Linked DNA regions of Triticum aestivum: region 2 is linked to region 1. Evidence: chromatin contacts called from public Hi-C data. All regions are on one chromosome and are shown on one strand. The core of a region is the stretch at or near the end of the contact, and the rest is flanking DNA. Distances in the headings are between cores, read along the strand shown.

Evidence for each region. A called contact is a pair of places that touch in the nucleus more often than the background predicts.
Region 2: a contact with region 1 is called in a Hi-C map of leaf, with 2.7 times the contacts expected there. The contact joins the promoter of LOC123143599 here to the enhancer-like site in region 1. A contact is called at or near these places in 2 of 5 Hi-C or Micro-C datasets (both in leaf).

What each region holds. Positions count from the first base shown.
Region 1 is chr6D:70,246,351-70,251,949 of IWGSC CS RefSeq v2.1, forward strand. It overlaps the pseudogene LOC123141111. Among protein-coding and RNA genes, the nearest start is that of LOC123143598, 32 kb to the left of the region's middle. Within about 2 kb of position 1,976, at least 6 of the 8 cell types and tissues checked have an H3K27ac peak or open chromatin away from gene starts, as enhancers often do. A contact at or near this core is called in leaf, where this site is marked.
Region 2 is chr6D:70,519,983-70,525,236 of IWGSC CS RefSeq v2.1, forward strand. It overlaps LOC123143599 (cyclin-T1), which reads left to right and starts at 2,127. Exons shown (of 6, transcript XM_044562537.1): 1 at 2,127-2,437; 2 at 2,631-2,712; 3 at 3,628-3,762; 4 at 3,864-4,039; 5 at 4,125-4,276; 6 at 4,396-5,254. The coding sequence starts at 2,277.

The sequences.
Region 1 (5,599 bases), core at 726-3,225:
AAACACTCTTATATTTCTTTACAGAGGGAGTACATGACTATTTTATGAGCTACACGTCATTTCTTTTCCAAAACATGAACATCTTTGTAAGATACATAAACATAGAAATTACCTCTAGCCCGAAGCCAGAGGAGGGTCGTCGACACAATGCCAACCCTGGTGGTGGGGCACTTCAAAGGTTTATTTCATATATATAAGAATACTTTTTAAATATGCGGTAATTTTTATCGAGGCACACAAACTTTTATTTTCACATGTGAACTTTTTTCTAACGACATATGAACATTCATCTTTTTACATACGAGACAATAAGAAAACACATAAAAACACAAATATTTAATTTAATACCTGTGAATTCTTTTGCAACATATGAACATTTTTCCGGCATACAATAGCATGTAAAAATACAATAACATTTTAAAAATATATGAATATTTTTTGAAACACATGACATATTTTTGTACACCACCTGAATATTTAATTAATTATAAAAATAGTTATATAAAATTTAGAGATAGATTTTTTGAGACAAAATTTTGAGATAGATAGTGGAGTATATTTAAAAGATTTATATAATTTTTTTGAGAAAAAAAAGAAGTGGTGGCCCAAACAGGTGGGTATGCATGGGAAGCCAGCACGATGTTCCAGCCCGGCCCACCCATTTACGGTGACCCATCTTCTTCCTCCGCTGGAAAAGAAGAGACTAGGGTTTAGCAGTCCCCCCAACCCCTCAAAAAAAAAAAAGAAAGCAGTCTCCCTCCCCTGAATTCTCAGAAAGGAGACTCATTTCTCCAAGGTCCGGCGGCGGAGCTCCCCTCTTCTCTATCGCGGCCCCGTTCGTTCGTGCTCAAGGTTCCTCCTTTTCTTACTTCTCCAGCCTTAATTTATGAGTAAAATGCACTAGTGGTCATTGAACTTATCGTGTATGCTCACTTTAATCACTGTATTTAAGAATACGGTTAATACGATCACTATATACGTGCTAAGATGATTATACGGTCACTGTGAAATTATATAACTCCGTATTCCATCCATTTGACTGGTCAAACGGTCCACAAGGCGTGCGGCCCTACCTGTCAGTGGGTGGAAATAAGAAGTAGAGGGAACATAAAAATGCTACTGTGGGGATTCGAACCCCATGCCTCGAGCTAATATGCGCGCAGGCTGACCAGCCGCTTTGGTTCCAATCTTGCGTCTAATTAGAGGACAAGCCCTTTTATATCTTCTAGTCATTCACGTGACAGCGTTGGGATATTTCTTTTTTGCGTATGTTCATATAAGACCATTCTATTGGTTTAGATGATAGTGCATTCTAATTTATAGTGATTTCTTCCATATCAGTTTTAGCGTACCAAATTGCACCATCGTAATTTGGCTAACGTATATATTTCTGTTGATAGCATTTATAAGCATAATTTGGAGTACTTAACACGTGTATATTACTTTTATGCATTTAAACATTTATTAATAAAATTTTATATAGACATATATTAACCATTTTGATAAGTACACTCCGCCATAATTAGCTAGTACAAGATGACCGCACGCCAAATCCCTGGTCGTCTCGTGCTAAAAACAGAGCAACGACGCCCACCAAATCTACTGGAGCTGCCGCTGCGGCCACGTCACTGTCGAGCCACCGTCCACGCGTAAATATTGAACAAAAGAAATTGAAGTGCTAATCCAATCTCGTTTTCTTGCGAGGGAAGTGCTAATGCAATTTTGGCCGTGAATCATATGTACGAGTACACAGTACTGCTAAAACAGCTTTTTAAATCCTAAAAGGCCCGACCACTGAAGCCGAAACGATTATGATTTAAATGCTAAATGGCTCGCACGCAAAAGAAAAAAAATGCAATGGCTGTCACGTGAATCCAGTAGAATATAAATGGTTCTTTTTCTCAAGTTAGACAGGACGGGAGACAGGTAGAGCTGGTTGTCCTGCTCAGGCAATAAGCGCGAGGGCCTGGTTTCGACTCCACACAGGCGCATAATTTTATTTCCTCCTACTCCTTTCTTCCATCCACTGACAGGTAAGGCCCACACAGTCAGAAAAAAAACTGACAAGGCCTTGTTTTTCTTTTTGCAATGACAAGGCCTTGTTTTTCTTTTTGCAATGACAAGGCCTTGTTTGACCAGTCAAATAAATGAAATACAAAGCTATACGATCTGGCAGTGACCATATAATCATCTCAACACGCATATAATAATCGTATTGACCGTATTCTTAAATACAGTGACCAAAGTGAACGTATACAATAAATTCAATGACCACTAGTGCATTTTACTCTTAATTTATTCGCTGGTAGTGGTTCCCCGATTCTCTGGTAAATCTAGTATAATCATAGGGCGCCCTGAAACTGGCAAAAGCGCCACCGTCGATGAACCCCGAATCGCGAGCTGCGGCGCTGCTGGCCCGAGCCCATGGTGTCGTCCAGCCCCGGATCTCGCAAGTCGCGCCACCACAACTGCTCCGGCCGCTCCTCCTACATCTAGCGCCGCCGTGGCCTATACTGTCCCACTTGCTTTAGTTCCAGTGGCAGAGAGAATGCTTCAAGCTAACTCCCACGCACAGCTAACCAAGCTAGTTTGCCCCTGCACATGAAATAGTCCGGTTCAGACTGTATGGATTAATCTCCCCTGCTTTTCTTGTTGTCGCATGCCTCTTTGGTAATTGACTCGGCCATGGCAAAAGAAAATGGAAGGCAGGACAGACATAGGTGATAGATTGTTGTCGCATTCTCTTTGGTAATTGCTTTGATTAGCCCCACAACTGATTATTAGGTGTCTCCAAATAAATAGGTTCAGACTGAGCACATGAGTCTTGTCTTGAGGAGTTGCTTGCGTCAATTACTCAATTCTAGTTTGTTCTTTGTATTCTCTTCGTTTGTTTGTTATTCAGGCTCTGCAACTTATGGCGGTAGTTTAGTTTAATGATGTGGCTCGTAGCTTCACTGTTTCTTGCTAGCAATGTAGGGATAGATAAGGTGGTAGATACTTCAATTAATCTCCATTCTTATAAGGAACACACAAGTATTGGATGGGTACAGTAAATGCCCAAAGTTCGTCAGTATATTCTTCGTAATTAGTGCTGCCAGTGTGATCTCAATCTTTTCACATGCTTTATTCTGATATATGTACCATAAGTTTTAGTCCAGCTTTTTGGTTGTTTTCTGAACCTTGATATTACCTGATTGGTACAGCTGAATTTGCTCGATGGACGACCTACCGGAGGCTGTGGTGACAGAGATTGTCAAGAAGATCACCAGGACAAGTGATCTGAATTCTATTTCCCTTGTGTCAAAGGGGCTCTACACGATAGAGGGGAGTCAAAGGGGGGTGCTATCCGCGTTGGTTCTGGTCTTTGCACTGCTACAGAGCATTAACATCACTGTGTGCCAGGTTCACAAATTTGCGGAAATTGGAAATCGATTACTCTGGTTGGATACCTGGACATGGAAATCAGTTGGACAACAAAGGCCTTTTTGTATTTTCATCTCACTGTTCCTCGCTGATTGACCTCACCTTAAGTTTCTGCTCACACATCGATGACTCTGGGCTTGGTTGTTTAGCACATTGCAAGAAATTGGTGTCTCCCAGGCTGAACTCCACACCACAAATAACTTCGATTGGGCTTTTCTCAGTTGCAGTTGGTTGCACAAGTCTATCTGCTCTCCACCTTATTGACTGCGAGAAAATCGACAGTGTAGAGTGGCTGGAATACCTTGGTAGCCATGGATCGTTGGAAGAGCTTGTAGTGAAGAACTGCAAAGGAATCAATCATCATGACTTCCTAAAGTTTGGTTCAGGATGGATGAAGCTCCAGAAGTTTGAGTTTGAGAGGAAAAGAGTAATATATGATTTTTCTTTAGGTTGTGAGTACTCTGATCCATCGTACAATGCTCACAGCATGGATATATATGATTTCTGCTGTGAGAGTTTGAAGAATTTAAGGTTGGCACATATTAAAACCTGGCCAGAAATAGGACTTCGTGTTCTCCTAGGGAAGTGTAAAGCATTGGAGAACCTTTGGCTTGAGTATGTTCGTGCGCTAAATGACTATGACATGATTGCATTATCCCGGAGCTGCAGCAACCTTAAAAGCATTTCACTTTGGCTCAACCTGCAGCGCCACTGTAGTGAAGACGGCTATTGTGAAACCAGGACGTCATTTACTGATAACAGCCTTTACGCTCTAGCCCTCAACTGTCCTATGCTTCAGATCGTAGACCTCCGATTTACAGGATGTTCCCGTGACTGGCCATCAGAAATAGGATTCACACAGGAGGGTTTTCTGGCACTCATTCAGTCCTGCCCAATTTGTGTTCTCGTGCTAAACACCGCCAACTTCTTTGATGACAAGGGGATGAAGGCCCTCTCATCCTCACCACATCTGGAGACACTCGAGCTTATATTGTGTCATTGGGTAACTGATACTGGGATGCGATTCATTGCGCACACCCCATGCTTGAGTAATCTCACACTTCGGGCGTGTCATAAAGTTACTGCTGTTGGAGTGGCTGAACTGGGACATGCACATAAGTTAGAGTCTTTGGTCATTGAGCATTGTGGTAGGGTCTCTCTGCAAGCTGCACAGGGTGTTACCAAGTCAGTTCACTACTCCAGTAAGTGTTCAGATGCCCTTATGGAGAAAATTGGTTTGATTGACGAGTATTGATGAAGTGGTCTCCAAAATTTTCAGTATAAATTTGCTAGTGAAGTCATTAAGTTTTTGACTGTGCACCATTGGACAAGGCTGTGCTGTGCATCATCCGACCCAGATTCACTTGTCTGAACTTTTGTTGCCTTCTACCTTTGCTAAAACTATTTTCCTTTATGACAGTCTAATGATGAATTCTGGAAGGCAACTGATGAATGAAACTTTAATAGTAGGCACCACTTGTGTATTACTATCAACCGCAATTCTGGTTGCTTAATTTCTACCCTCTGTAGCCGTTTCGAAACCGGCATAAGTAGGCCCCAAGATTCCATGTTTTTGTGTGGAGGCACTATATGACTGTTTGGTGTTATTTGTATTATTTAAGCAAATATCATGAACCCTCTTTTATTGCGGAAGTGATTTCGAAGACAATATATTATATATCTGCCTGCTATGTTCGTGTGGCAATTTTTGTATGGAATCAATGTAGTAATAATAGTCCAAATTTTCGATGGACATGTACAAAAGGCGGCATGCTTGTTTTGTTGATATCGACTATTGGAGGATGTCTTTCATTGCTTCTCAAAAGAATAGTGCTAGTTACTAGCATAATTGTGGATGTTTAGATTCCAAAATGCCCTGAAGTTCAGGAACAACTGAAACTTGAGCAACTACTGAAGGCATATAACATCCTCCCTTTGTAACATTTTATTTGTAAGACGTTTTTAGAGTCCCTGACAGTGTCAAAAACGTCTTATATCAAGTAGCTGTGTGCTAATTAAAGGTCACCACATCTCTGGACATCCAGCACTCAACAACATTTTGTTCTTACCATTTTGAGGGGGTCGCATCTCTTTTCACCTATCAAGAGTGTATATGCAAACAGCAGAAATTAAGACACCATTTGAGGGATGAGATATTGAGGCCCTGTTTGGTTTC
Region 2 (5,254 bases), core at 877-3,376, 270 kb after region 1:
AGGAAAGGGAGCTACCCATGTCCACGCCTACTACCGTCCCCCGATTTTCCCCAGATCTGATGAACATAGGGGAGATTCACCGATGAGCAAGGTCCAGATCTAGCAAGGATGAGCCATATCCCTGCCCAAAGATGGACCTTCCTCAGCACCGAATCTCAGCCATGTCCTCGATCGACCACACAGTCAAGGCGGCGGACACCACCTCCCTATTATTTCCCAGATCTGATGGCCATAGGGCAGATTCATCGGTGAGCAAGGTCCAAATCTGGCGTGGATGAGCCATATCCCTACCCAATATAGACCTTCCTCACCAGTGAATCTCAACCATGCCCTCAATCGGCCACATAGTCAAGGCGGCGACACCACCTCCCCATTATTTCCCAGATCTGATGGCCATACGGGAGATGCACCGGTGAGTAAGGTCCAGATCTGTCAAGAATGAGGCATCTGCCCGACCCAACTTTGGATAACGTCAAGTAAGGACATCGAGCGTGGTTCATCATCCAGGCGGAACGGCGTGGGCGTTGCCAAGGAGGCCCAACTTTGGATAACATATTGTAGCTTCATTCGGGACATCAGCCTCGGGCTCAAGCTGTAAGCACCTCTTCTCCCCCACACCAATTTCACTCTTAGTAGCTTGATCTGTGCCCTAGATTTCAGAAATTCGGGGGAGCAAATTGCATTTTCTTGGTTTCGAGTGTGCCCTTACAAAAATTGTAATCTTTTCCTGTTGTTGTCGTTGCAGGATCCAGATCAGAAGCATGGCGAGAATAGTGCTCTGCCACCGCTTCTACCTCCACCAGTCCCACGCCAGGAACGGAGTGGCAGGTATCCCCTGTTTATTGTCCAGACAATTAAGGCGACACACCACATCCCCGCCATTTCCCAGATCTGATGGCCATGGGGGAAGATTCACCAGTGAGCAAGGTCCATATCTGGCAAAGATGAGCCACATCTCTACCCAAATATGGACCTTCCTCACCACAAATATCACATGTGCCCTCAATCGGCCACACAATCAAGGCCGCGGCACCACCTCCCCACCCTCTCCTCTTCTCCATAAGCTTGGGGGTGGGGAGCATCGACGAATATGAAATTCGTGTATGTCGCTTCGTAATCAATCACAAGGCACGTCAACCGTTGGTTCGAGGGCTGGGGGTGCGCAAATCGAGGAGGTAAAGAAGAAACGGAACGAGGGGCAGTAGCACGGTTCACGTGGGCGGGTTTCGTCGCGGACAGGCCCATGACGAGCGGGGCTTACCTGGAGAGCCGCGACTTTTTGAGTCGGTCCCGCGTCACAGTCTCTGTCACTTCGTAATCAGTCGCGATGTGCGTTGGACGGCGGTTGTGGTTTTGGGGGTTTGGGGTTTAATACGTGGAAGGGGAGGGGATAGATGGACGGGGCGAGAGGTCTTGGCGACCGCGGGCTGGATATAGATTGGAACACGAGATGTGATGGGCCGATTGTGATTTACTGATTTACTATCGATTGAGGAAGCCCTTATTCTTTCTTCCCTAAAAAAAATTAAGTCCCATTCCTCCGAAAAGAACTCAGGAAACACGAGACCCACTCAACAACAAGAAGAACCGCACGATCCTGCTAAAGAAGATCGCGCGCTTCGAATTCTCTAGCAAGATCATGCAATTCCATCTTGTTGCTTAGTAAAAAAAACTCGTGTTTTCTGATTTGTTTTAGAGGAGTGAGAACTGAATTTCTTTTAAAAGAGGGAGAATAGTAATTTTTTTTTCAGGGCTAAAGGAGGAAATTTCTTCCTCAAACAGAAGGAAACGCAGCCGGCCCATCACATCACATCTCATGTTCCCATCTATATCGAGCCCGCCGTCTCCGGACAGGAGCCCCTCTCCCCCGTCCATCGCATCGCGCCCCGTCCCACCCGCCCACGTTTTAAACCCCGCCCAAACCCCCAGGGCCAGAACCAACGGCTGACGTGCCTCGCGATCTGATCACGAGGAGCCAGAGCCCCTGACGCGGAACCGACTCAAAAAAGTCGCGGTGCTCCGGCTGGACCCCACGCAACATCGGCTTGGCCGCGACGAAACCTGCCGAGCGCCCACGCGAGCCCCGCGTCGCGTCCCGTTCCGTTTCCTTTACCTCCTCGATCCCCACACCCACCCTCCCCCGACCCGCACCAGACCCGCGCCCGCGTCCCCCCTGCTCCGCGCCGCCACGCCCCAAGTCGCCGCCCCGAGTCCACCCCCGGTCTCCCCGTCCCCTCCTCCTCCTCGCGGCCCGCGGTTCGGCCGGGCGGCCGGCCATGGCGGAGGGGGGCGAGCGTGGGCGGTCCTGGTACCTCAGCAAGGAGGAGATCGAGGAAGGGTCGCCGTCCAGGAAGGACGGCATGCCTGCCGCCAGGGAGGCCCAGCTCCGGTCGGTCTACTCCAGCTACATCCGCGACGTCGGCCGCAGGCTCGGGGTGTAAGCGCCCTCCTCACCCCCTCCCCCTCCTCCGTTTCCTCCGGCCCGCGGCCGAATTTCGCTCGGGGTCGCCCGATCCGTGCCCTAGGTCTCGCGAATCCGCGGCCGCGGGCTGCGTTCGCTCGGCCCCGGGTCTGGCCCCCGACGAAATCCGCAGTCTTTTGACGCTGCTGTTGTTTGTTTGTTGCTGCAGGCCCGACATCACAATCGCGACGGGCACCGTGCTGTGCCACCGCTTCTATCTCCACCAGTCCCTGGTCAAGAACGAGTGGCAGGTACCCCCTGTTCATGGGACCAAACAATGGCAAATTGTTTCTGCACACACGATCTTGAATTTCATGACTGACTAACCAGTTTGGCGCGCGCCGTGTGTGTCGAATTCATGTGCGAAATTGAGCAATTGTTCTCCTAACACAAGCTTTTGGGCTCCGTCAGGGTCTGTCCATGCTCCTGGGGGTAAAATGTCAACACTTGTCATTTTTACTGTCACTGTGTCTGAACTAACATTTTCTCTTACCTTTGTAGCACTGTGTGTGGACTGACTGTTTCTCTTACCTGCGTAGCAACTGTGTCCAAACTAACGGTTTCTCTTACCTGTGTAGGATTGTGAACTCTTACCCGCGTAGCAAGTCCGTCCAAACTAACGGTTTCTATTACCTGTGTAGGATCTTGAAAATGTTGTCGTTTTCTGTTTAGTAGACATTTTGGGGTAGTCGAGGGTTGTGTAACGTGTCTGTGTGTTTTCAGCGCACCTAGCCTGGTCACGGCAGACAAAATTGTAACATGGGTTTTGGATCAAAGGTAGAGTTGAGATGTTTCACGCTGGGTCCTTTAAGTAAGGGGTCTTGAAGCGAGGTATGATAGCTTTATGTAATTTTATCGGGAGCACCTAAAATTGCACGGACGAAAGGTGTGGTTCTGGTTCTGTTGGAGCAACTTTACAAACTTGAAGAGGCACTTTCTAATAATACTCTAGACAGTAAGTACTAATTTTTTTTCCGCTGCTATTTACTTTCCTCCCAGTAATATCAAGTCCTGTTCTTCTTGCTGCTGTGGGTTGTCTTCCTGAAAAAGGAATTTTGTTCAAAGCTGAGTGGCCTATATATAATGCAGCAACACAACTTCATACCATTTTGTAATTATGCACTTGCCATTTAAAAGGTTAGCTACTAACTCTTCCGTCCTTCCAGACTGTTGCAACTGCTTGCATCTTTCTTGCTTCGAAGATTGAAGACACTCCTTGCCAATTAGGACGTGTCGTTACTGTGGCACATGAAACAATGTATAAGAGAAAACCTGATGCTGCTCGCAGAATCAAACAGAAGGTACCGCGAACTTCTCGCTTTGTACTACTATTGCTGGCAGCTGTCCTGTTTCTTGTGATGTTTCTGTTCTATATTGCTCAACTTTTTTGAACTAAAAATAGGAGGTCCTTGAGAAGCGGAAGGACCTAATTTTGATGGGGGAGGCACTATTGCTTTCAACCATCAGGTTTGATTTCAATATACAGCATCCTTACGAGCCACTAAATCTCGCTCTCAAGAATCTGGGGATCTCCCAGAAGGAAGTGAAACAAGCTGCAATAAATCTCATAAATGATACGTAAGTTATCTGGGGTTACCCTGTCATATGTTTCTCCACAATTTGGCAACCTTGTTATTCCTGACCCGGTCATCCAACTGTACAGGCTTCGGACTGCATTGGTAGTGCAATTTAAACCACACTACATAGCTGCTGGAGCTCTCCATCTTGCCTCCAAGTTTCATGATGTTACACTCCCTTTTGAACAAGGAAAAGTATGGTGGCATCAATTCGATGTTGCTCCAAAGCAGTTGCAAGGTACAGTGCTTGTATGACGAATTCATTCAGTTAGTTTTCTTCTGCATCCATCGAGACAGTCATTTACCTTTCAGTATCATCAATTTTCCTTCTCATCTGATGGCTAGTTATATTTGCAGCTGCTATCCAGCAAATGAAACAGGTCTTTAATGAAAGAAACCAACGCCCCACGGGTCCTGCTATCGGGCCCATTCCAGCTCCAGCTCCGGTGGAGAAACAGCAGGCAGTAAGATTCCCGAAGCCAGCTCTGGTGGCAAAACAGCAGACACTAAGCTTGCCAAAGCCAGCTCCGGTGGCAAAAAGCTTACTGAAGCCAGCTCCAGTGGAGGAACAGCAGGCTGTAAGCTTCCCGAAGCCAGCTCCAGTGGCAAAACAGCAGACAGTAAGCTCCCAGAAGCCTGCTCCGGTGGAGGAACATCAGACGGTAAGCTCCCCAAAGCCTGCTCCATTGGAGGAACAGCAGACAGTAAGCTCCCTGAAGCCAGCTCTGGTGGAGGAACAGCAGACAGTAAGCTTCCCGAAGCCTGCTGCGGTGGAGGAACAGCAGTCAGTAAGCTTCCCGAAGCCTGCTCCGGTGGAGAAACAGCAGACTGTAAGATCCCCGAAGCCTGCTCCGATGAAGAAAGAGCAGACAGTAAGCTCCCTGAAGTCTGCTTTGGTGAAGAAAGAACAGACAGTAAGCTCCCTGAAGCCTGCTTTGGTGAAGAAAGAGCAGACAGCAAGCTTCCTGAAGCCTGCTCCGGCGGAGAACCAGCAGACAGCAAGCTCCCCGAAGCCTGCTCCGGTGGAGAAAGAGCAGACAGTAAGCTCCCCGAAGCCTGCTCCGGTGGAGAAAGAGCAGACAGTAAGCTCCCTGAAGCCTGCTTTGGTGAAGAAAGAACAGACAGTAAGCTCCCTGAAGCCTGCTTTGGTGAAGAAAGAGCAGACAGCAAGCTCCCTGAAGCCTGCTCCGGCGGAGAACCAGCAGACAGCAAGCTC